Linked DNA regions of Mus musculus: regions 2, 3, 4, 5, 6 and 7 are each linked to region 1. The links are chromatin contacts, called in public HiChIP or PLAC-seq and promoter capture Hi-C maps. All regions are on one chromosome and are shown on one strand. The core of a region is the stretch at or near the end of the contact, and the rest is flanking DNA. Distances in the headings are between cores, read along the strand shown. Region 1 holds the start of Rrm2b (ribonucleotide reductase M2 B (TP53 inducible)). Region 2 has its middle 17 kb from the start of Grhl2. Region 3 holds the start of Grhl2 (grainyhead like transcription factor 2). Region 4 holds the start of Atp6v1c1 (ATPase, H+ transporting, lysosomal V1 subunit C1). Region 5 overlaps Grhl2 (grainyhead like transcription factor 2). Region 6 overlaps Grhl2 (grainyhead like transcription factor 2). Region 7 holds the start of 2310043O21Rik (RIKEN cDNA 2310043O21 gene).

Region 1 (3,172 bases), core at 270-2,769:
GCATTTGATCATATTGCTCCAAGAAAGATAACTCGCTTCAGGTTAATTAAGCTTTAGAGCTTAAAGCAAAATTTCTATCCTGCTTTCTATTTTAGAGGCTAACCACCAAGCAGTTGCCAGATGTTGAAGTCATAACAAGGCTCTTTCCAGAATCTACTGAAAATCTCTTACTTCTTTTTCACGTTTTTGGTTTTTGGCTTTGAGACTGGATCTTCCCATCTAGCCCAAGACGACCTTGGTTTCACGATCCTCCTGCTCCTATCCAAGATGCTGGGATCAGAGGTGTTCAATACCATACTCAACTCTTCTTTCACCATATTATTATTTAATTTGTATATCTTATTTGTGTTTGTATACAAGAAGGGGTAGTGCTGGGGATTGAACCCAAGGCCTTGTACATCATCACCTAATGAGCTACAGTCCCATCCCGCTCATTATATTTTTCTGTCGTACTACCATATATGTACCATATGCTGAAAACATAGAAGCAATTCAACCAAGAGTATTGCCACCATCATTATTCACTGTCTTTGGCCCTTGCAATACAAAAGTGTTGAATCTCTTTACAACTTTAACCTTTGCTTTGAAAAGTATCCGTAGCAAGGATATTGGAGTCTACCGTATTTTGGTTGCTTAATCTTGGCTATTTATCTTCGGGTTCAGTTTAATCTGGAACATGAAAATTGCAGTATCGACTACAGGGAAATATCTCAAAGATTAATTCACATAAAGGGCTTAGCAGAATAGAACCTATCAGGTTGTGAAAGTTCAATAAATATTACTCAGTTAAACAATCACAAAGACTTCAAGGTATTTCCCAGGATTTAGCTATTTTTCCTACTCATTCTCAAGCTCCATTCACGCACACACTTTCCCCCTCCAGTTTCTCCTTTTGGTTGCTGAAATACAAGAGTTCCTTTCTCCTTGGAGTTTTTAACAGTGTCGACCTCCCACCCTGCTTTCCACATCCCATCCAGTGGGCAGCTCTACAGCCACTCTGGCAGTCTCTTGGACTGACTGGGTGCAACCTACCGTGTCGCTGGGGCACCACGAGGGCTAGGGAATGTCCCGGCGTGCCAGTCACCTCGTGTACCAGGTAGTCTGGCACAAGTAGGCAGACTGCAAATTCCAGTAGACGCTCTAGAATTCAGAGCAGATGACAGGCTGGGCAACAGCGCGGAAGCTGGGGGAGCAAGAGTGGGCGGGGTCATGCGACGCTAAAGAACAGGCTTGAAGTGCTCTGGTACTGCGGACTGAACTTACGCAGCCGTCGCCGGAGTGGGGACCCTGCTCAGTGAAGAGAAGCGGGCCAGCCGAGGAAGCAGAGTTCGGCGGCGAGGGGCGGGGCCAGCTGAGGTAGGCGGATCTCTGGCGGGGCGGGCCGGGGCCGGCTGAGGTAGGCGGATCTCTGAGACGCTGGGTGGAGCCGGCTGAGGTAGGCGGATCTCTAGGCAGTGGGGCGGGGCCGGCAGGAAAGGCGGATCTTTCAGGCGCCGAGAGTAGCGTGCCTGGGCGGAGCCACCGCAGAGAAGGCCCCTCAATGGGCCGGCTAGAACCCAGGACCGGCGCGGCAAGGCGTGCCCGGAGCAGGAGGAGGTTCGCACAGGACGATCTGATCCTACTAGGATTTGGTCGGCCGCGCTCAGTTCCTCAGCTCGGGTGGCTCTGGTGGAGTCTGCGCGATGGGCGACCCGGAAAGGCCGGAAGCGGCCAGGCCGGAGAAGGGTGAGGTAAATGTCGCAGTCGCTTCATCCTCCACCCCTGGGTCACGCCCGGACTTTAGGTTGCTGCGAGTCAGTCGCAGGTCCGCTGTAGAGTAGTATTTTATTCGTCGCCGTCAGAAACACTGTGCAGGCCGAAAGGAAGCGCCCTCACCTCAGGCTAGTGTTGGGGAGTCGGGAAGGGCGAGCATGGACGCTGTGCTGCTCTGCTCAGGGCGGAGCAGGAACACTCAGGTCCCGGCTGAGGAAGTCTCCGTGTCCCCTTGTTCTCCAACCTCTGCTCTCCAGTCTTTCTTTTCTTGTCGGGAGCCCTGGCGGGTGAAAAAGGGCTGTGACGGATCTACGCAAGAGAGGTGAACCATCAGATGCAGTTGAGGAACTCGTGTGGAAACTGATGCAGGTGGATGAGGGGAGGAGATGACAGGTGAAGGGAGGACGAGAAACCCTTACAACGAATAAAAGACTGGGAGACCAGTTTTCCTCACACCGAACTTCTAACTGAATCTTCGGGGTGTCTCTTCATTTCAGTAGTGGAAGTGTTTCTTCCTTCACAAAGAATGAAGTGCTTTATGCAAAGTGTTTAATAAATCTAAAATTAACCCGTGCTAGCAGAAAGAAGTATGTAATAAGAGCAAACAAAAATTATACGGCTTTATAGTAATGTAAGTTGTTACTGTGTAATTCCAACTCCACATTTTGGAGACAAATATTCTAAACCATCTGGAATACAAGTAATACTTTTTTTTTTTTTTTTTTTTTTTTTTTTGGTATGTGAGCCTGTTTCTCTTTGTGGTGTCTTGAAGTTAATACTGTGGCAAGTTGGAAGGGGCCATAAAAGTTTGAGCCCACATATATTCATGCTTATACTGGCATTTCTAGACAAAGATGGAGGTTCTAAGTTGATTTTTATTCTGTAATCGTTTAATAATAAATTATGTCTATCCCTTAATTTTCCCCTTGAAACAAAGATACTCAGCACCAATTTCTCCTTTCCGGCAATATTTAGACTTCTCTGGTTTGCCAATGACACCAGGAATCATTCTGGCTTAACACCTGAAAGTTAACTTTTAAAAAAAAAAATTACTTTTAATTCATAAAGACAGAGCAAAGGTTTAGACCTAGAATAAATTTTAGTGAGTACTTTTTTTTTTTTTTTTTTTTTTAACGAATCCAAGAGTTTTTGAGATTCGGGATATCGTAAGCACTTTGTTTTTTAGTTTTTTATTTTTATTTTGGATATGATAGGGCAGTGCGGGCTATTTGTATCAGAAGCATGTGGAGTGATTAATAAAAACTAAATTACCAAGCCTACAACCTGCCTTTGTAACAGGCACTTCAGGTGATCTTAGCACAGTTGATTTAAGGGCCATCTTAAAGGGAAATAAATGAGGTTTATTAGTCTCCTAACATGTAGATTTTTTTCCGATATTCGAACACTTAAGCCAGAATGG
Region 2 (3,172 bases), core at 504-3,003, 740 kb after region 1:
CTCCACTTGCAGAGAGGGCCTCCTGCTCACATCCTTAGGGAACATGCACTTACTATTGACATATTTTTACTGTGGCAAAAGAAAAAAAAAGAATGTAGCACAACATTTGTTATCTCAGTGCGGTTTAAGGGCACGTAGTCTGGTTGTATGGTGTATATTCATGTGGCCAATTATTTCTACCACCCAGCTCAGAACCCTTCTCAAATTTCCAAAATGGATGTTCGTAAGATGAAATGGTGGCTCCCTCCTCTTCAGCCCTGGCAACCGGCAACCGGTTGGCTTTTCATCTGACAGGAATCACACAGTATTTCTCTTTCTGTGATTGGCTTATTTCTTCGGCGTGGTGCCTGCAGCATCCACCCATGTTGTAGCACTTGGCAAGACTTTCCAAGGTTGGATAATAATATAATATAATCCCATTATGTTCACACTGCATTTTGCTCCTTTTGTTTGTCCTGAGGATTGAATCTTTCTTTCCTTTTATTTAGTTTTTTTCCCCCTAAGACAACCTTTTTTTTTTTTTTTTTTTTTTTTTTTTTAAGCATGCATTTATTTGCTGGGAGGAGGGTACTGCCGAGCACACAGGGAGGAGGTCAGCAGATAATATGTAGAATCAGTTCACTCCTTCAACCATGTGGGCCCTGGGGGTGTCAGGCTCAGCAGCAAGCACCGTCACCCTCTCACCAGCCTATGAAAGCTCCCTTCATGTTTCCGTGGTGGGCAGTTGGGTTGTTTATCTGCATGCAATCGATTGTGAATAATGTTGCTATGAGCACAAATACAGATGCCTCGTTCATACTCTGTTGTCAGTTGCCTCTGATATGAACTCAGGAGTGAAACCCAGTCTGATTTTTAACTTTCTAAGGAATAATATATCACCTTTAAAAAATGCCTTTATTTTTTTGAGACAGGGTTTCTCTGTGTAGCCCAGGCTGGCTTCGAACACAGAGATCTGCCTGCCCAGTGCTGGGTTTAAAGGCAGGTGCTATCACAGCTTAGGTTACACAGAAACCAGCAGAGAAGCCCAGCCCTACAGGTGGGAGGAGAGAACCAACTTCCCTCAGTTGTCCCCTGACCTCTGTATGTGCACACGGACACATTTTTTTTTTAATTTTAAAATTACTTATTTACCAGCTTCAACTTTACTCATTTTATGTAGTTGGGTGTCTTGCTTCATGTATGTTTATGTGTCATAAGCATACCTGGTACCCGTGGAGGTCAGAAAAGGACATCAGATTGTCCTGGGACTGGAGCCAGCCCAAGTGAGGTGCTGGAAACCAAACCTCCGTCCTCTGAAAGATCAGCACGTGCTCTTAAACGCTGACCTATCCACCCCATCACAATATTTTTCTTCTTTCAAATGGGCAAAAGAAGAAAAGAGCAGGGGAGACTGTGTTGTATATACTGAGACCCAGAGAGAAGGTTCTAGAACCAGGCACACTTAGGCTTGAAATGTGGCCCCGCTGTGGCCTTGATGTATAGAAAAGTCACTTCACCTTTCAGATCACTGCTATAAAAGGGGACCAATAATGGCCAGGTTAGATCACAAAATGGCTGGGTTTTAAGTGAAGGTGTTTGTAAAGAGCCTTGTGCATGGAAAAGAAGATTTTTTAGTTCTCTCCTCTCCCTCTAAGACTAGAGAAAGCAGCGCCGCTTTGCTTAAAAGCATAGAAGAAAGATTCAGCCCCATTCTTCACAATGCACGTCTTTGTCAGGCGCTAAGCAAACCCAGAGTAAGGTTAAGAAGCCTGGGCCACTGTCTCTGCTTAGATCGCTCTCAGTTCTCTACCTCTCTGAACTGCCCCCTGCAGGGGCCGTCGGCCTGAAGCGAGCCTGCCTCCTCCCTGACTCCAGCCCATGCTGGGCACAAAGGGGTCTTGGGGTGGAAAGACCACCGCCCCTTGCTGCTTACTCCCTTTGTCATTAGCAGACGTCTCCTTCTCCAAGGACCAAAAGGTTAATAGAACGAGGGTGGGGGGCTCTGCACCTAGGTCTTGCTGCATGCAAAGGAGATCTCCCTTCGTGTCAGTACATAAAGCATACGTAAAGGCAAGGTCACGCACGCCGCCAAGGGCACCACCGCCCAGGGTTCCATAGAGCTCCCAGGGACAGTCAACTCAGTTGTTCTTTATTTACAAATACAGGAACCGTCCCAGCTGTGTTTCTGATTGTCCTCACGGTCTGACGTTGAAGCTTTCAGTCACTGCTCATTGCGGCTTCTTGGGGCAGATTCCGTGACTCACAGGCTGTGGGATTCCTTAGCTCACATATCTTTCTGTCTTTTAGTCCTGTGCCTCAGACCACGAAGATGCTCTAACCCCATGTTTGTACAGCAAACAAACATCTCCCTTCCCCACGATCCACATTGTTTTTGATCGCTCAAACTGACTTATTCAAATGCAGTTTTAAGTAAAGGCAACAGACAAAATGCAGTTCTCTGTGATTCTCTGTTCTAAAGCCACCACAACGCTGACTCTCATCTTTCCTCCAGAGCTCCAAAGAGACTCGAATGGCTGTTTGTTTACTTAATGTGTGAGGGGTTCCAGGACCAGAGTGGGAGACAAGTCTCTCTCCCCCACATCCATTCCTTCTCTGGGATGCCACCATGCTTGCCAGAGGGCAGGGGGCTGGTCCCCTCTCTTGATGGAGTGTGCACACTTGATGGTTTTACAGCCAACCATCCTGACTTAGATGAGAGGGAAGACAGCAGAAATCATCCAGGGCATCGCAAGGTCTGAAATGACTGTCCTAATTGGACAGATACAACTCAAGCTCCTCTCAAGGCTCTGGCTTCCTTGACTTCCAGTATCTTCTTAAACTGAATGCTCAGAGCTAGCTGCTTCTTATCCACAGGGAGGGCACACCACCATCTGCTATTCTAACTGCCAGTGAGATGAGAAACTCTTCCAGTCCACAGTCACTAGTGTAGGGTTGGCTCCTGTCAGGTGCTGGCTTGACCATGTTGTACCAGCATATGAACCAAGCTAGTGGATTTCAGCCTTCACTGCACTGTTTTTGTCAGGTGGTAAATTTAGAGAAGAAGGAGGAGGGGGATGGGGGAGAGGAAGAGGGGGAGGGGGTGAGGGAGGGGGAGGGGAAGAAAAAGAAGGCATCCAGGCTCTGCCCCAGAGATCAGCATTCGATGGGTATAGGTAAAAGCATTTAGCAAAAA
Region 3 (3,172 bases), core at 417-2,916, 730 kb after region 1:
ACTGGTCCTGTGCTTTTCTCGGTCAAGACTCTCAGGAAGGTCTCCTTGGAATGGCCACACCAGCCGGGTTAAGTTACTAGGGGCAGCAAAAGTGCGGCCTCTGAGCCTTTCCAATAGGACGCAGCCAGTTCCCGGCCTAGGACGCCCCGGGAGGAGGGGGAAGGAAGTGTCGCCACCGAATGGAAGGAGGGCAGCGGGACCCACCTCCCGCTCCCTCCCGCTCCCGCCCGCTCCCGCCCTCGGCCCCACCTCCCCCGGCTCGCACAAAGCCGTCCCCAAGGCGGGGACCGCGACGGACCAGGCCCCGCGCCCCGCGGCTCACGCGGCTCCCGGCAGGCCTGAGCTCCGGTCGAGGACGCAGAGAGCCCGGAGTCCCGGTGCTCCACCATGCTCCCCCACCCCCTTGCCCTCGACAGCCTCGGCGAAGGCCGATCGAGCCCCACGCCCGAGGTGGCGGCCTCCGAACAGTGGGCCGCGCGGTCACCGGACGCGTATGAGCCAGAGACGTCGGGGCGCAGGGAGACCGGCCCAAGTGTGGGCACCCCTTCGTACTCGGCCTCAAAATCAGTCCCCCATTCCCGAGAGGTCCTGTCCCGCACCTGCGCGAGGTGACTGGCCACTGCGTGGGCTGCGGGAAGGAGCGAGGCGCGGGCACACCCACGGACCCGCCATCGCGGCCTGCCCGCTCCTCCGTCCCGTCGGAGACCCGCGCTGGGGCGCACATGCACCCCGGGTCGCCGCAGTGGGGAAGATGGCCGTGTCTGCAATCGCATAAAAGGCCTTTGTTGAGCGCACACAAAAGAGGCCCAGACCGCTTTTCCAGCAGGCCCTTTGGCCTAATCGAAGGAAGTCGACTGAACTTCCAACCGGCCCAGGAAGTCTGAGGCTGGGGAGCACCTCCAGGCAAGGGGGTTAACTACAGGCCTCCCGCCACCATCTGCCAAAACCTCAATCAGTGCCCAAGGGTCCGTTGGTCGGGGCAGTGGGAGCTGAGCTCATTCGTCGGGGAGGAAGCAAAGAAAACCCACGTTTACTTGCAAGGCCCCAAAACGGGTTTTAAACATTCACGTTCGAGTAGGGTCTCTCCCCTGAATCGGGGTAGAAATAATCCGAGAGGGTCTGGATACACCAAAAAGAAAAAAGTAAAAAGAGAGGAAAAAAATACAAAATCAAAATCCAACAATAGCGACTTAAAAAACAAAAACAAAAACAAAAAAAACAAAAACACAACAAACCAGTTGCCATCAGCCCAAAGGGGCAGCGGCAGCCGCCGCCGGCGCGTGCGACCCACTTACTTGTCCGACTCTTGTGACATGTTTGATCCAATGAACTCGCTCCCCTTTTCCTGGAGCCTCAGCCTCTGGTGAAACTGGACTTTCAAGTCTGTGCAGGTGAAGGTGTGTGAGAGCGCCCGAGATGGCAGAACAAGAGCTACAGGTAATTCTGCTTTCGTCCCCCCTCACCACTCTCGCTCGCCCGCTCGCTCGCGCCCTCACCTAGCCGGAAAGGTGGGATGGGGGGAGGGAGCCCTCACATGGGGCCCGCGCTCGGAGGCGGCCCGGCGGCGCGGAGTCCTCCCGGATCGCTGCAATGGGCAGACACAGAGCGCAAAGTGGCGGACTTGGGCGGCCACAGGTAACTTTCTCGCAAGGCGCTGAATTCTTTCACTAAAGGGTACAAGCCCGAGGGCCGAGCTGCGCGGTGATTGGCTGCGGTGCTCCCTCAGGTGAGCTGCCATTGGCAGAGGCGCGCTCAGGTAAGGCCCTTCTCCAAGTGCAGGTCACTCACTGCGAAGTTTACCTGAGTGGAGCGGTGGCACGCTGGAGACTCTGCGAGCTGACTTCTACCCACTTTTGGCTTTCTTCCCTGACTAGGGGCAGGGTAGAGGTGATGGGAGAGACGGAGCGGGGAGCGCCACTACAGACACTAGGTACCGTGGGTCAAACCGAAGGACGACAGAATGCTGAACCCAGAAATCAACAAGCCACCCGGAACCAAATGGCCAGTTCACCACCTGCCACTTGACACTCGCGGGACGAAAACTGTGTGGCGGGCAGAAGAGTCAGGGAACTAGAGTTACGCTATGCTGAGTGGGAAAGGAACGGATTGCCGGGTCTCTTGCGTAATTGCATTGTTAGCATTCTTATCCACAACAAACTCTTCTCCTGCTCTGATGCATAGAAGATAGCAGGTCGTTTTCAGTTTTCAACTAGTCGAGCGACCTTTCCTGAACTGGATCTATGAAGTGCGGCGTGGCTTTAATGGAGAAAGGAGATTCGGTTGAATAGACTCTTAAGGTGGCCCGGGCGCACCTCTTGCATCTCTCCGCAGCCTGGGATTCCTGCGCTGCGGAACAACTACTGCATCTGTTCCATAAGCCTGTCGCCCGTTGACATTTCTAGGCAAGCATCAACATTTACATTGTAATTCAATAGAAGCAGCTACTACAAAGGCTCTTTATCCTTGCAGTTTAATATGGTTGCCAGGGGAACAACGCAGGATGAAAGTGACTTGTTTGTGTGGGTTCTCTTCTGGTCCGGAACAGTGCGAAGTAGCCAGGTGTCATTTATAATCGCTGCTACGAGAATTAAGTATTTGTGGGAGTTCTGACAGGGATCTAGCCCATACATGAGCGTGGTGGAAATACAGGAGGGTATGGAAAGCTTTGCCACATTTATGTCAAGTCAACACTGGAGCACTGGAGCTGTCAGATTTGACACAACTTCTGTATTAAACCTTTGCAGGTCACATGATTTGGGGGAATTAAATTACGGCACTAGGTTTGGTTGTTCTTTATTTCCACTCTTAGCAACTGACTTTAACGATTCTATTTTATTTTAGATAATAACATAAGCACCCATACAGGTACTTTTTAGAAACAATATATTTTTAACACAGTTTGAACACGGTATCCGTGTGCACCTTACTTTCTTTTTCCCTCCTCTAGAGACAGTCACATTCCGCCGATGCCGGGTGGGTGGGCGGGTGGCTCTGTGGCTTGCCCCCTGTTGTGCGCATCTCCTGATGCATCAACGTTGTGGTTTGAACACTTGCTACTCGTTATGAGCTGCTAACTCCTCTACTCTTTTGCTTCCAGTTCCAGCCCCCATCATGGTCCCTCCTCAGGTTAGAGACTAAGAAGTATGTATCTGGTCGAGTTTCAGTGGCAACA
Region 4 (3,172 bases), core at 463-2,962, 700 kb before region 1:
CACTTCAAGGCCTTGACAAACTCTGTTCCCTCAACCTGGAATGTCCTTTTCACTCCTGCCTGCTCACCCCCTTTTCACACCAACCTCTTCTCAGTCATATCCTCAACAAAGCCTTCTTTGAATCTTCCACAAAAGTCATATTCCTGGGAAACATCTCTGTACTGCTCCATTACTCCTTCGGAGTAGATTTTACACACACACACACACACACACATTTATGTATATGTGTGTATATATATGTATATATGTAGATGTATATATATATGTGTGTGTGTGTGTATACATATATATATAGAGAGAGAGAGAGAGAGAGAGAGGGAGAGAGAGAGAGAGACAAGTGGTCTCACTATTTATTTAGCTTTGGTTGGCTCTGCCTCCTAAGTGCTAGGACTAAAGGTTAGTGCTCTATCACACGCCAAATGCACGACTATTAAAACCTATCTCCTCTGAATCTGTCTGGAAGCTCTGACAGCAGAGTCCCTGTCTGCTTCCTAAACCTTAGCACTCCCATAGTATCAGCCATAGAGCATGCAGTATATGAACAAGTATCACCAGACTTCAAAACTATTTCCCACTTTTCCACAATGCAGCCTACTACAAAAGCCTGGCCTTTGGCACCCCTAAATCATGTCTTCTTCTCTCATCAGGCCCTCAAATAACGAGGCTTTCACTGAGTAAAAAGTTCTCCTCTGTTGCCTCCAATCCCACCGACTTGCCAAGACCCAAACTCAAGTTTTCTTTCCTCCAGGATACTTTTCTCCTCCTTCTGTTTTTACCAGTTCTATACAACCTCATCTTTCCCCTGTGACTTATCTTCCCACCATCAATGTGAACTTTTAGGGCTGGGCTATTCACACCCGACCATTTCATTCCCGGGGCACCACTAAGTACAGAGTAGACAATTTTCCCCCTGATAACATTTTTCCTCTGAAAAGAACACAAGCTTCCCTCTTATGCCTCATAGGTGATTCAATCTGCCTTATAAGAGACTCTGTCCACCAGTTCCTTTTCGGGGATGTTGTTTAACCTCCCCCAACCCCAATCTAGTGAAATGTTTTTAAGCTGCCTGTATTCCTGTTTCATCCACTGCCTACAATGACCCCCGTGTCCTCTGTGACCGCCCCCTGCCTGCAGTGGGCACCCCTTCCGCCCTGAAAACTGTAATCCCTTCTATTCACATACAGGCGTAAACACCCAGTGGAGACTGCACACACACGCCGGTGAACCCTGAGCCTCACCTGAGGCATTCTGTCACTGTCCACCTTCTCACAAGTGACCAGGACTCGCTGGGATTCCCACCCAAGAAGGACCCGAATGTACAACACTTCTCCCTTCTGCCACTGAGTTCCCCGTCTGGGCCCCTTCCCCCTCCTTCTTCTTCCAAAGACACCAACCCTAGGCCCTGAGATGCGGAGAGCCCGCACCCAGGCCGGTTGCAGGTCCGACGCCACAGTCTAGGCCCCCGCGCCGCCCCCATCCTTCCCCGGCGGCCACTGCAGCGTCAGCTCCCCGCAGGGCTATCGCTCACTGACCCGAGGTGTCTCAGGAGGCGGCGGCGGCGACAGGTGCGGAGGCAGGAAGCCTGGTAGACGTTAACCGCTCAGCGCTCCATCCCTCCCGGACCTAAGCTCCGGCCTTTCGGCTTCCTCGACCCCTGCGCCCAGAGCAAGTCACGTGCCAGCCGGAGCAGTCAGCTGACCGCGGCGCACGCCGCTCCGCCTACGCGCGCGCACCACTGCGCGCAATCACGATGCGGCCAGGCCTCCGGAGAAGGCGGGGCTGAGAGAGCGCGCAGAGCGGGCTTCCGGGTGGGCGGAGCTTGCCGCTCCTCCAGATGCACCTGCGGTGGTTGGCCAGCCACCAGAAAATTCCCGCCCACCCTAAAATTACCCACAGGTTTCAGCCATTCAGACTCCCCCAAGCTCCTGCACTGACTTCTGCACTGCAAGTTTTGACAGTCCAGGTTTCGGGGAAATTTTTTCTAATAATCCACTTCAGTAGTTTCATATTTTTCATCCAATCTGGTATCACTTCGTTCCATAAAGTGATAAAGTGTTCAGGTTTAGTTACTCAGCACCAAACATTGTTAATTAGTTTTTTAGAATTAGCTAGTGGAGTGACCCCCTTGCCAGGAACTCCAAACTGTCTGGTTTAGGGGTACCAAAATGGATACAGGAAGTCAAGAAAGGTTTATGGACAGGGAAAAACCATCAGCCTTGGGTTCCAGAAAAATAGATATCAACCTACTCTCACAAACCGTGCACATCTCATTGGTTGAGAAGTTAGGTGGTGCATATCTCAGCATTTTAGGTTGCATAGAGGATTGGGGACTTGTCTATTTTAATCGTTTTTAGATTTACAGCTTAGCAAAGTGAAGCTCCAGAGGTTATGGTTCTGTTTGCACAATGTGTGGGCACTCCTGGCTGTTCTTACTAGCAAGCGGAATAATAGATTTCCATTGTCAACCTGACTGGCTTTAGAATTGCTAGGAGACAAACCTCTTGGAGGGAGTTTCCAGCCAGGTTTAATGTAGGACATTCACCTCGAATATGGGCAGCAGCATCTTGAATGATAGGAACCAACACAGAATGTTTTTTTTTTTTTTTTCGAGGCTTAGAGAGATGGCTCTGAGGTTAAGAACACATACTGCTCTCACAGAGGATCTGAATTCCTTACTGGCACCCACCTGGAGTGCCTTGTGACTCCAGCTACCTCCAGGAGATCCGATTGGCTTCATCTGGCCTCCTGCAGAACCTGTAATCATATGCACTCCCAGGAAGACAAAACACTCATACACATAAATACAAATAAAATTAATCTTTTAAAAATGATAAATAGGATTAGAGAGAGAAGGTTCAACAGGTAATGGGGCACTAACCACCAAGACTGATGGCCTGAATTGTATCCCCAGAACCACAAAGTGTATTCTGCAAGATAGCCTCCCATCTCCACATGCAAGCTGTAGTACCCACAAATAAATAAATGTAATAAAATTGTCAAATAAATAATCTTTTTTTAAAGGAGAAAGCTAAGCATCAACATTCATTGCTCTCTGCTTCCTGACTACCAATACAATGTAACCAGGGCTCTCAGACTCCTGCCTTCAGAGCTACAATTACTCTCACCACCTTGCTGAACTGTGAGCCAAAAGAAACCCTTCTGTATTCATTGC
Region 5 (3,172 bases), core at 236-2,735, 670 kb after region 1:
AACCTCCTACCCCTAAATCCAGAGACTGCAGCAAGGAAAGGCCTCAGTGGGTTAAGTTGTTTGACACAATCCTGGAGACCTGAGTTAGCTTTTTGTGAGGCATAGGGTGGATGGAAGAGAAGCAACTTCTGAAGTTATCTTCCTTGTAGGTATTTGTGCATGTGTGCAGACACCCACACATACACACACACTGGGAACAGCCTGGATAAAAACGAAACCCTTCGTCATTCCTACCACAGCATCCTGACAACCAGATGAAGCAGCCTTTGGCACAGTTGGTATACTTTGCAGAGTTAGCTCGAAACTGAAAAGCATTTGGCTTACATTGGCAAAAACACATCTGAAACCTGTCTTAAGTCGAATTGGTGCCATTTGTAAAGAAGCAGACATTCATCTCTCGCCTAGGGAAGTGCCTCAGGCTGGAGTGGAACAGGCAATAAGAGAATTGCACAGGAAACACAGACATGGTAGGAGACAAAACTCATATTGATAAACATATTTCAAACGTCAGAGAACTCATAACCCAAAAGTACAAGGGCAGCGCTGCACTCCAGCAAAACATGGCTGTCCTTTACATGAGCTAGAGCAACCAATTCTGTTTCACAGAAATAAGAATCTAAATGTTGGGCTGGAGAGGTGGCTCAGGGGTTAAGAGCACTGATTGCTCTTCCAGAGGTCCTGAGTTCAAGTCCCAGCAACCACATGGTGGCTCACACCCATCTGTAATGAGATCTGATGCCCTCTTCTGGTGTGTCTGAAGACAGCTACAGAAGACAGCTACAGTGTACTTACATATGATAAATAAATCAAAAAAAAAAAGTACTTTTATAAAATAAATAAATCTTTAAAAAAAATAGAATCTAAACCTCACTGCAGTTCTAAATTTCAAACAGACATCATTTGCATAAATTTACATATGTTGGCTGTCCTTCTGGAAGGCAGGCTGCCACGACCCTGCCGCAGACTCCAGAATTACTCCAGGATTTCAGATATGAGGTGCCTTACCTGGTTCAGATCACATTTCCAGAAAAACGGAACAAAAGAAGATAAAACTTCCATACTGACCAGTTATTTCATGGTTTTGGTTTGTTTTTGGGTTTGTTGTTGTTGTTGTTGTTTTTGCTCTCTGTGTGTGTGTGTGTGTGTGTGTGTGTGTGTGTGTGTGTGTGTGTGTGTGTGTGAGAGAGAGAGAGAGAGAGAGAGAGAGAGAGAGAGAGAGAGAGAGAGAGTTTTCCAGAAAATTGTTTAACAACCCTGGCTGTACTGGAATTCATCTTATTCACAAGGCTAGTCAGTCTCAAGCTTTCAGATACCTGCTGACCTCTGCCTCCCCACTGCTGGGATTAAAGACATGCATCACCACACCCAGTCACCACACCCAGTTTTACATTTCCATATTAAAAGACTTTCATGATCCCACCAAAGTGGAATCATTGGGAAAGTCCCAACAGATGTCACTTACATGGCTGCCACCTTTTCAGAGCAATGGCTGCATGGAGCTCGTATACATATGATTAAACTGTATCCCACCTGTTCCCCCCAGATAACCATGTCTGGATTAAGACCCAAGGAGAAAGCCCTCTGCTTTTCATCCCTCCAGGAGGCTCCACAGAGCACTGTTCCTAGTTGTGCTTGGTTTTCTTGGTGGTGCTGGGGGTAGAACCCAAAGTCTCACATGGATTAGGACTAGAGACCCCCTAGGCAAACACCATGCACCATGCAGCCCATCCTCATGCTAAAAGAGTTAGTCAGGAAGCTGGCAGCCTGGGACCTACCCCAGCAATCCCGCCCATCTTAGTTACCCCACTTATTAGCTTCTGAAAGCCAAGTTTTCTTATGTATAGTACTGTAATAGAACAATGTGCTTCATCATCATCATCAATTATTATTATTATTATTATTATTATTATTATTATTATTATTATTAAAATGGGTTGTGGTTTAGTTTCAGTAAGTTATTAGGCATCCAGTGCCTAGTGCAATCCCTGATACAAAGAAGACATCATTGCTGTGTGACTTGATGCAATGCATTCTTGTTGATACAGTAGGCCCTCCACCATAGTTCTGGCCACAGGGTTGGAACAGGTTGCTGTCCCTCATGGTGAACAGTACCCTGGGTACCTTTTGATCGCCAATGGGCTCACCTTGCTTGGGAACTTACTTGGCCCATATGTGGTAGGGGCACTGTGCTCTGGACATATATGGTTGGGGCACTGGGCTCTGGACATGCCACGGTTCCCTACTTCTCAAGCTGAAACGCTTAGTAGGACACATCTACAGACAGAATCTGACGGGCTGGGGACCACAGGTACAGTGGCAGGGAGCAGTTTATAAGAGAGCAGGAAAATCTATATTGCAACGAAGCAGGAAAGTCTTCCAAGCCTTTTCTAACCCCTGCTGTAAGGTTTGGTTTTTTTTTGTTTTTTGGTTTTTTTTTTAAGTGGAGATGGACTACCTATCAGCTCCCTGTTGGCAGTAGCGAGCATGCCAGTCTGGCATGCATCCAAAGCAGACAGACAGTGACAACTCATGTCATTTCCCACACAAGAGATTAATACTCGTGAATCTGAAATCCCTCCAAGCTGCCGCTGTGGGAATCGTACCTCCTCGCCTTTTGAATCCTGAATAAGCCAGGGGCTGCAGAAGGCTTTGTAAGGGTTATAAATGGTCCAAGACTCGGCAGAAAGTACTCTCTGCTACTCGTTACTCACAAACATACCCTGATCTACTACAGATCAGCTGAAAACCGCACAGCCTACAAGCCATGAAAGAGGTGAGGGGGGATTCCTTGGTGCAGGGAACGCAAGTTCAGACAAGTCGCTCCCCCGAGCTTTATTGGTTACTGATTAAAATGATAAACTACGAGCAATAAATAGGCTCTCTTGAACGAGACTTTCTGAGTTATTTATTTTGGACTTTTTCTCCATGCCATTCCACGGGTATGTTGGGGAGCAACCCCACCCCCTGACCACCCTGGAGTTCTATTTTGAGAAATGTGGCGCATACCCTGACTTTGCTGATGGGGTGTCGGAAGCATTTGTTGTCTCCAGTCTCACTGAGTGTTATGGCATAGAATTGTCCTTTGTTGAGGTAGGTCATGGGGCCCTCCCCCTGCTTCTGACGGAGAGATTTGGTGGCTTCCAGGGTGTACTGAAATGTACCACTGTGAAGA
Region 6 (3,172 bases), core at 340-2,839, 640 kb after region 1:
ATGTTTGTGCAGGAAAAGAAACCCTGACTAAGACAGGCATGAAAAGCGAAACTGAACCTTCTCACGCCTTGCTCCCCATTAAACATTTAAGTGCAGGGCAACCACATGCTCTGTCCTACTTGGGAAGCCACAGAAGAGAATGTACACAGCCCTGATTCTCATTCTTCTCACCTAATGCTGAAATGTGATATGATAGTTCTGTCTCTTTAAAACATGCTTACATATAAAATAATAATGCCCCTCCCCATTGGGGCTGTTTCCACCTTTTAATTATAAACAAATCCACCGTGAATGTCTTTCTGTGTAGGTTTTGTACAAGCGGTACACAGGAATGTAAGTTGGCTGCTGGTGTTGTTCTCTTCAGCTGTGCTTTCTCAGCAGCATCTTTGTTTTTGTTTTGTTTTTGAGACAGGGTTTCTCTGTGTAGCCCTGGCTGTCCTGGAACTCATTCTGTAGACCAGGCTGGCCTCAAACTCAGAAATCTGTCTGTCTCTCCCTTCCAAGTGCTGGGATTAAAGGGGTGCGCCAACACTGCCCAGATCAGCAGCATCTTTTTGTAGCCCAAGCTTTCAGATGCATGTTCCCTTCGATCTAGAGGAAGCCTTATGAAAACTCCTGCTTCCCAGCCCCATCCTGGGTGCTCATCTTTCCAACTCTAGAAATGCAGCAGCCCCCTCTCCCCTCCCTGCCCACCCTCTCTGACCCCACAGGGCTGGCTTCCTCTTCTGCGTGCCAAATGGCCAAGTGCAGGACAGGAGGCGAGGAGGGGAAGAGAGAAAAGCTGGACAAATATTAGTAATGAATTGACCTAAGTTTAGCCTGTGTGTCATTAATCACACTATTCTAATTTCTCATCTAAATATTTAAAATTTTTAAAAAAAATGCAGAAATGACAAGAGAAAAGAAAAGAGAGCGTGGTTCCTGCCTGTAATCCCAGACAGGGGTACTAGAAGTTCGTCTTAGCTCCAAGCCTGTCCCTAACTTTTCTGAGAATGGGATCTGTGCCTGGCCATGAATCTCCAGAAACTGGTACCTCGTGTGCTGCCTCAAATGCACCATTGTCTCACTGTCCGTGAGAGTGGAGATGACCCGCCGAACACGAAGCAGTTGGACTGGAGGTCATGCTCCATGCTCGGTCTCGGCTTGCTCGGCTCTGTTATGCATTTGCTGTGTTACTGAGTGAAACCAGCTAACTTTAAATCACTCCTTAGTTAGATGAAAACTGTCACCTGCTTAGAAACACGAATAATTGAGTAATATATATATAAAGGCCTGGCAGGGTGCCTGAGATATAGTAATTACTGAACAAATATTAGTCACTGTGCACACAAGCACACACCATTATGTCGTGAAATCCAAGTGTGTAATCCAATTCTCTGCACAACACAATGGTCCATAGCTGTTATGTACGGAGCCATAAGTAGAATGAGGGGCAGAAACCATGGCTACTCCACGCTAACAAAAAAGATCAACTGATATCTTCAGTGAGATGCCATCCAAAGATTAGTCCTTAGTCCTTGCTCACAGCATTAGCTCCAGCCTCATAGCTGTTCCTGTCAGCCCTGGCCTTATAAAAGGGGAACAAAGGCATGGCTTTGTTTAAGTTCAGTACCAAAGACTCCAGCAAATGTTTGCTTTTCCCTTTTAGAGCTCCCTCCACCCACACCACGCCCCAGAAAACACATAAAAACACCATTTGCCCTGCTTGGCTGTGTGTAACTCAATCTTTTCGAGACCTCTCCCAGGAGCCTCTCCCAGTGTTCTCTTTGCTTTTGAGACTACGGGATGCCCCATAATATTCTCTATCAGATAACCTGTTTAAAATTGGGCCTCAGTTAGGCAAAACACTAACTTAGTAAAAGTGGGAGAGTGATGTCCGTGCAAATGGCCGTTTCTCTCAATTCACTTAGAAGCAAAGGGATGTGGGGTGGGGGACCAGCAAAGTTATGAACCTCAGAAATATCATCTCCTTTAGACAGTCTTTGGCTCTCTCTGTGCATCCTGAAAACCAATATTTATACACCCCCCCCCCCCCGCTCTCGTGTCTAAGAGTTCAAGGCAGATAGAACACTAGCCATTTAGAAATATACCCGAGGAAGGTGCTTTGTGACTACCAAGTTTAACTTTCTGTAAATTGCTTTTTAGATTTATTTATTTTACTCCGTGTGCATGAGTGTTTTGCATATATGTGTGCATGCATATATATGTATATGTACCTCATGCATGTCCCATGCCCTGAGTTTAGGAGAAAACATCAGATCCCTCCAAATTGGAATCACAGATGGTTGTGAGTGACCATGTGGGTGCTGGAAATAGAACCTGGGTCCTCTACAAGAAAGAATCACTAGTGCTCTTATCCACTAAGCCATCTCCAGACCCCCAAGTGTGACTTTTTAGAGTTCTGTATTTGGCACACAGCATCAATAATGCAGGGTGTGATTGCACATGCCTGTAATTCCAGTACTGGGCAATGGAGGCAGGGCAATCAAGAAATCACAGCCAGCCTCTGCTACATGTCTCTATAGCAGCATCCATCAGACATTTCAGTTGAAAAAGAAATACTGGAAAAGACAGATAGAGACGTGGCTCAGCAGGCAAGTGCATTTGCTGCTCTTTCGGAGGACCCAGATTTAGTTCCCAGCACCCATGTCTGGTGGCTCACAATTACCTATAACTGCAGTTCAAGGGGAATCTGACATCCTCCACACACACACACACACACACACACACACACTCACACACTCACACTCACACACACACACACTCACACACACACACACACATTCACACACACACACACTCACACACACACACACACACGAAAATTAAATAAAAAAAAAGAGGAGGAAGAAAAGAAATCTGAGACGTGATAGATTCACCACAATTAGGTACTGAGTTTAAGCTAATCTTTTAATTAGCACAGTCTCACTTTACTAACTATAAAGTTGGGACTGCCCAAGGAGATTAAAATAACTCTGTTCCCCCTAATTCGCTGCTTTCTGTAGTGAAATGTCACTGCCATCATAGAGCTGATTTGTTTCCAAGCTGTCTCTTAAGCTAGTCGAGAGGCTGTACCTTCATTCCCGACTCAAGTGCAGGCAGCTGGGAGGGGCTTGCTCACCTCCAGCTGCAGGTGGAGAAGGGAGCAGCTAACGGAGGAAACCAACACAGA
Region 7 (3,172 bases), core at 242-2,741, 630 kb before region 1:
GGTTGTGAGCCACCATGTGGTTGCTGGGATTTGAACTCAGGACCTTTGGAAGAGCAGACAGCGCTCTGAACCGCTGAATCATCTCACCAGCCCTGAGGATGGATCTTCTACAGTAAAAAAAAAAAAATAAAAAAATATGGCTTTGTATTTCAGCCCAGTATATGCTCTCAGATAAAGGGAACAAGAAAAGCTTCGCAAAACAGCAGCATGCAGGCTTCAATGCCAGGTCTCACTGCTAAAGAATTAATAAATAACATGTTGAGATTAGTTTTACAACCCACAGGCCGACTGGGATCCAATTAAAGAACTGTTCTTTAGTAATGCCTGAGATATAGTCTATTTTAAGGCAGTCGACCAAGCATCTCTGTTTATTAATTCAGGGAGGAGACGGCCTCATCAGGAGACTCTAATCCACGCTGGGTGTCATGACTCAGACCTGTAATCCTAGCTCTAAAGTGTCTGACACAGGGGTGGGGGGTGGCAAGTTCAAGGGCAGCCTGGACTCATAGAAAGGCTGTGTCTCAAAACCCAGCAAGTGGAAATAATCTAGTCCTGCTCTAAGGGGGTTGTTTGTCTAGCATGTGCAGGTCCTGAGTTTGACCCCCAGAAGTGAGGAGAAATCGTAAATCTAAGATTAAAAATCAAAATGCCTTTAGGAGACAAATGTAACAGATATTTATGATCCCAGACTAGGAAAATCTCTGGCTACAGATGTGGAGCTGTAATCCCAGTCCTTAGGGAAGCTGAGGCAGAAAAACTAACTACATCCAGCCTGGGCACCATAGGAGATTTTATTTCAAAACAAAATCAAAACCCAAAGAAGCAATAGTATCAATCATTAAAAGGATACAGTAACATTTTGCTTTTCCAAGACAGGATCTTATGTGGCCCAAGCTGGCTTCAAAGTCAGCTATAAAGACCTTGATCTTCTTCTGGCCTCCACCTTCCAAGTGCTGGGTTATAGCTGCACGGACCTCACTAGGGACTTCTGTGCACGTTTCCTTCTCCCTTCCCTTCCCTTCCCCTTCCCTTCCCTTCCCTTCCCTTCCCTTCCCTTCCCTTCCCTTCCCTTCCCTTCCCTTCCCTTTCCTCTTTCTTTCCTTTCCTTTCCTTTCCTTTTCTTTCCTTTCCTCTCTCTCTCTCTCTCTCTCTCTCTCTCTCTCTCTCTCTCTCTTTTCTTTTTTGACACAAATCTTATGTAGCCCAGGATAGCCTAGACCTTTTCATGGTTTTATGCAGAGGAAGACCTTGAATCCCCTCCTGTCTCCTGTTAGAATTTTAGACATGTGCCATCATGGCTGCTTTTTAAATGTGGTGCTGGAGAATCAAACCCAGGGTTTTACTCAGGCTTGGCAATCAGTCTACCAACTGAGCCACAGCATCAGCTCAGCTTCTTCATTACATATCTTGGAGTTGGTCAAAGATGGAATATGACTCAGACATATTCTTGGAGTTGGTCATATTCTGGAATATGACTCAGACATATTCTCAGAGGCATCACCAGCTCCTGATGTCAGGGCCAGGCCCTGAGGTAGACTTTTAATTCTTTCAGGGGAAAATAATGTGTGAGAAACTAGGCAAGAAGCAAGACATCTCTTGCCACCGCAGAGCTAGAAGGTAGGTGCACAGTGACCCAAACAGTGACCATGCCAGGACTTGGTAACAGTGGAGGTACGGTACTCTATATGGGGGTGCTTGGGGTTGGGGATTTAGCTCAGAGTGCTTGCTTAGCAATCGCGAGGCCCTGGGATTGGGCCTCAGCTCTGAAAAACAAACAAACAAACAAACAAACAAATCAAGGTAACTCAATATGGTGATTGTATGTTGAGAGTGTACTGGCCAGTGAACTGGTCTCGGTATCCACAGCAGCAGCTCAACCAGATTGCCACTGCACAGTAATCATGGCATGTTTCCCGTGCTTCTCGGCTCTCATGGTGGGTTTGGCGCCGATGCTATGACCCACTCATCGATTCTGCGCTGTGCAACCAGTCTTCAAGCACACAGCAGCAAGCACGTTATCAGGAGTCAGCTTCTATAGCAGATACCCCGACAGATGCTCCTTGTTCCCCATCAAGACCCAAGGGAGTTGTTTCTTCAGTGGCTGAGTGGGCTGCTGGCAGGCTGTCAGACCGCATGAGAATTACCTCTGTGGAAAGGAATGTGTTCCTCCAAGGTCAAGCCCAGCTACTGCAGAAGTCTGAATTCGGACACTGGCCAACATGGCCCCCACATGCTGTTGCAAGACTTCTCCCGTGGTGCTTAGTTCATTTGCGTTTCAGATAAACGTTAATATATAAGTTGCTGTAAAGCAAGGGGCACTTGCTAAAAAATATATACATCACTGTTTATATATAAAGTTCAAGTCTGTCGGGTATGGTGGTGCACGCCTTTAATCCTATCACTTGGGAGGCAGAGGCAGGCAGATTTCTGAGTTTGAGGCCAGCCTGGTCTACAGAGTGAGTTCCAGGACAGCCAGGGCTACACAGAGAAACCTTGTCTCCAAAAACAAAACAAACAAACAAAAAAAAGTTCAGGTCTGACTGCTTTTATTTGCTAAGTCTGGGAACACCAAACTCAAGGCAACTCGGTTACTGCCAGCCCAAGAGCCTTCCACGGTTCAGCTGAGACTCATGCCAGGACGTCCATCACATGGTAGCTCCTCCCCTGTAACGCCCACTCCACCTCTCCTCTCTCCCCTCTTCATCCCTCTCTCTTTCTCTGTTTCTTTGTTTGGTTTGGGTTTTGAGATGAACTCTCATTATGTAGCCAAGGCAGGACTGGAACCCACTGTGTAGTCCAGGCCGGTGTTAAGCCTGTGCCTTTTTTCCCTCAGAGCATCTGGTCCTTGGGATGATTGGCGTGCACCACCCCAATCAATTTCTTTTTCTTCCTGTTGTCCTCTTCCCCATTCTTCTTTTGAGATAAAGTCTCACTATGTCCCTCTGTCTGGACTGAAACTCCGTGTGTAGATGAGGATATCCTCCAACAGGTAGAACTCTGCCCTCGAGTGTGGGAGGGAAGGTGGGCACCACCAAGCCTAGCTTACTTTTCTCATCTTTAATTGCGGCAATCTCAAGAGCACTTCTTTTTATTTTTTATTTTAATTTTATTTTACATGGATGTTTTGTTTCCACATATGTCTGTAACACATGCACGCAGTGCCCCTGGAAGC

Evidence for each region. Promoter capture Hi-C pulls out the DNA fragments that hold promoters and counts their contacts. HiChIP or PLAC-seq counts read pairs in DNA pulled down with a chosen protein or histone mark.
Region 2: a promoter capture Hi-C map of embryonic stem cells shows a contact between it and region 1, with 6 times the contacts expected there. The contact joins the enhancer-like site here to the promoter of Rrm2b in region 1. A contact is called at or near these places in 6 of 39 promoter capture datasets (the 3T3-L1 cell line, cranial neural crest, embryonic stem cells and 3 more) and 4 of 115 datasets of contacts at active chromatin or transcription factors (bone marrow-derived macrophages, embryonic forebrain, embryonic stem cells and 1 more).
Region 3: a contact with region 1 is called in a promoter capture Hi-C map of embryonic stem cells, with 3 times the contacts expected there. The contact joins the promoter of Grhl2 here to the promoter of Rrm2b in region 1. A contact is called at or near these places in 10 of 39 promoter capture datasets (the 3T3-L1 cell line, cranial neural crest, embryonic stem cells and 6 more), 1 of 484 Hi-C or Micro-C datasets (embryonic stem cells) and 8 of 115 datasets of contacts at active chromatin or transcription factors (astrocytes, embryonic forebrain, embryonic stem cells and 4 more).
Region 4: a promoter capture Hi-C map of the SN4741 cell line shows a contact between it and region 1, with 4 times the contacts expected there. The contact joins the promoter of Atp6v1c1 here to the promoter of Rrm2b in region 1. A contact is called at or near these places in 9 of 39 promoter capture datasets (the 3T3-L1 cell line, the C10 cell line, the HPC-7 cell line and 5 more), 4 of 484 Hi-C or Micro-C datasets (CD4 T cells, CD8 T cells, pre-B cells and 1 more), 2 of 115 datasets of contacts at active chromatin or transcription factors (large pre-B cells and memory CD8 T cells) and 4 of 9 other capture datasets (adipose tissue, embryonic stem cells, liver and 1 more).
Region 5: an H3K27ac HiChIP or PLAC-seq map of embryonic stem cells shows a contact between it and region 1, with 4 times the contacts expected there. The contact joins the enhancer-like site here to the promoter of Rrm2b in region 1. A contact is called at or near these places in 4 of 39 promoter capture datasets (cranial neural crest, embryonic stem cells, hippocampal neurons and 1 more) and 7 of 115 datasets of contacts at active chromatin or transcription factors (embryonic stem cells, large pre-B cells, pro-B cells and 1 more).
Region 6: a FOXA1 HiChIP or PLAC-seq map of pancreatic cancer cells shows a contact between it and region 1. The contact joins the enhancer-like site here to the promoter of Rrm2b in region 1. A contact is called at or near these places in 5 of 39 promoter capture datasets (the 3T3-L1 cell line, cranial neural crest, embryonic stem cells and 1 more) and 4 of 115 datasets of contacts at active chromatin or transcription factors (embryonic hindbrain, embryonic limb bud, forebrain and 1 more).
Region 7: a contact with region 1 is called in a promoter capture Hi-C map of pre-B cells, with 3 times the contacts expected there. The contact joins the promoter of 2310043O21Rik here to the promoter of Rrm2b in region 1. A contact is called at or near these places in 2 of 39 promoter capture datasets (liver and pre-B cells), 1 of 484 Hi-C or Micro-C datasets (CD4 T cells) and 1 of 9 other capture datasets (liver).

Annotation. Positions count from the first base shown.
Region 1 is chr15:37,959,402-37,962,573 of GRCm38.p6, reverse strand. Rrm2b (ribonucleotide reductase M2 B (TP53 inducible)) reads left to right here and starts at 1,519. Exons shown (of 9, transcript NM_199476.1): 1 at 1,519-1,730. The coding sequence starts at 1,683. Gm49085 (a long non-coding RNA gene) reads right to left here and starts at 1,416. Exons shown (of 2, transcript XR_003951596.1): 1 at 1,033-1,416.
Region 2 is chr15:37,214,657-37,217,828 of GRCm38.p6, reverse strand. No RefSeq gene overlaps it. Among named protein-coding and RNA genes, the nearest start is that of Grhl2, 17 kb to the left of the region's middle. Within about 2 kb of position 1,753, at least 19 of the 459 cell types and tissues checked have an H3K27ac peak or open chromatin away from gene starts, as enhancers often do. A contact at or near this core is called in embryonic stem cells, where this site is marked.
Region 3 is chr15:37,231,530-37,234,701 of GRCm38.p6, reverse strand. Grhl2 (grainyhead like transcription factor 2) reads right to left here and starts at 1,666. Exons shown (of 16, transcript NM_026496.4): 1 at 1,296-1,666. The coding sequence starts at 1,315. It overlaps Gm16136 (predicted gene 16136), which reads left to right and starts at 1,543. Exons shown (of 2, transcript NR_155442.1): 1 at 1,543-1,726; 2 at 1,875-2,781.
Region 4 is chr15:38,660,444-38,663,615 of GRCm38.p6, reverse strand. It overlaps Atp6v1c1 (ATPase, H+ transporting, lysosomal V1 subunit C1), which reads right to left and starts at 1,712. Exons shown (of 13, transcript NM_025494.3): 1 at 1,533-1,712.
Region 5 is chr15:37,288,179-37,291,350 of GRCm38.p6, reverse strand. It overlaps Grhl2 (grainyhead like transcription factor 2), which reads right to left. Exons shown (of 16, transcript NM_026496.4): 6 at 3,007-3,163. Among named protein-coding and RNA genes, the nearest start is that of Gm16136, 57 kb to the right of the region's middle. Within about 2 kb of position 1,485, at least 4 of the 459 cell types and tissues checked have an H3K27ac peak or open chromatin away from gene starts, as enhancers often do. A contact at or near this core is called in embryonic stem cells, where this site is marked.
Region 6 is chr15:37,316,393-37,319,564 of GRCm38.p6, reverse strand. The region is part of intron 8 of Grhl2 (grainyhead like transcription factor 2); the gene reads right to left. Among named protein-coding and RNA genes, the nearest start is that of Gm16136, 85 kb to the right of the region's middle. Within about 2 kb of position 1,589, at least 45 of the 459 cell types and tissues checked have an H3K27ac peak or open chromatin away from gene starts, as enhancers often do. A contact at or near this core is called in pancreatic cancer cells, where this site is marked.
Region 7 is chr15:38,593,253-38,596,424 of GRCm38.p6, reverse strand. It overlaps 2310043O21Rik (RIKEN cDNA 2310043O21 gene), which reads left to right and starts at 1,491. Exons shown (of 3, transcript NR_045757.1): 1 at 1,491-1,617. The region is part of intron 2 of Gm41309 (a long non-coding RNA gene); the gene reads left to right.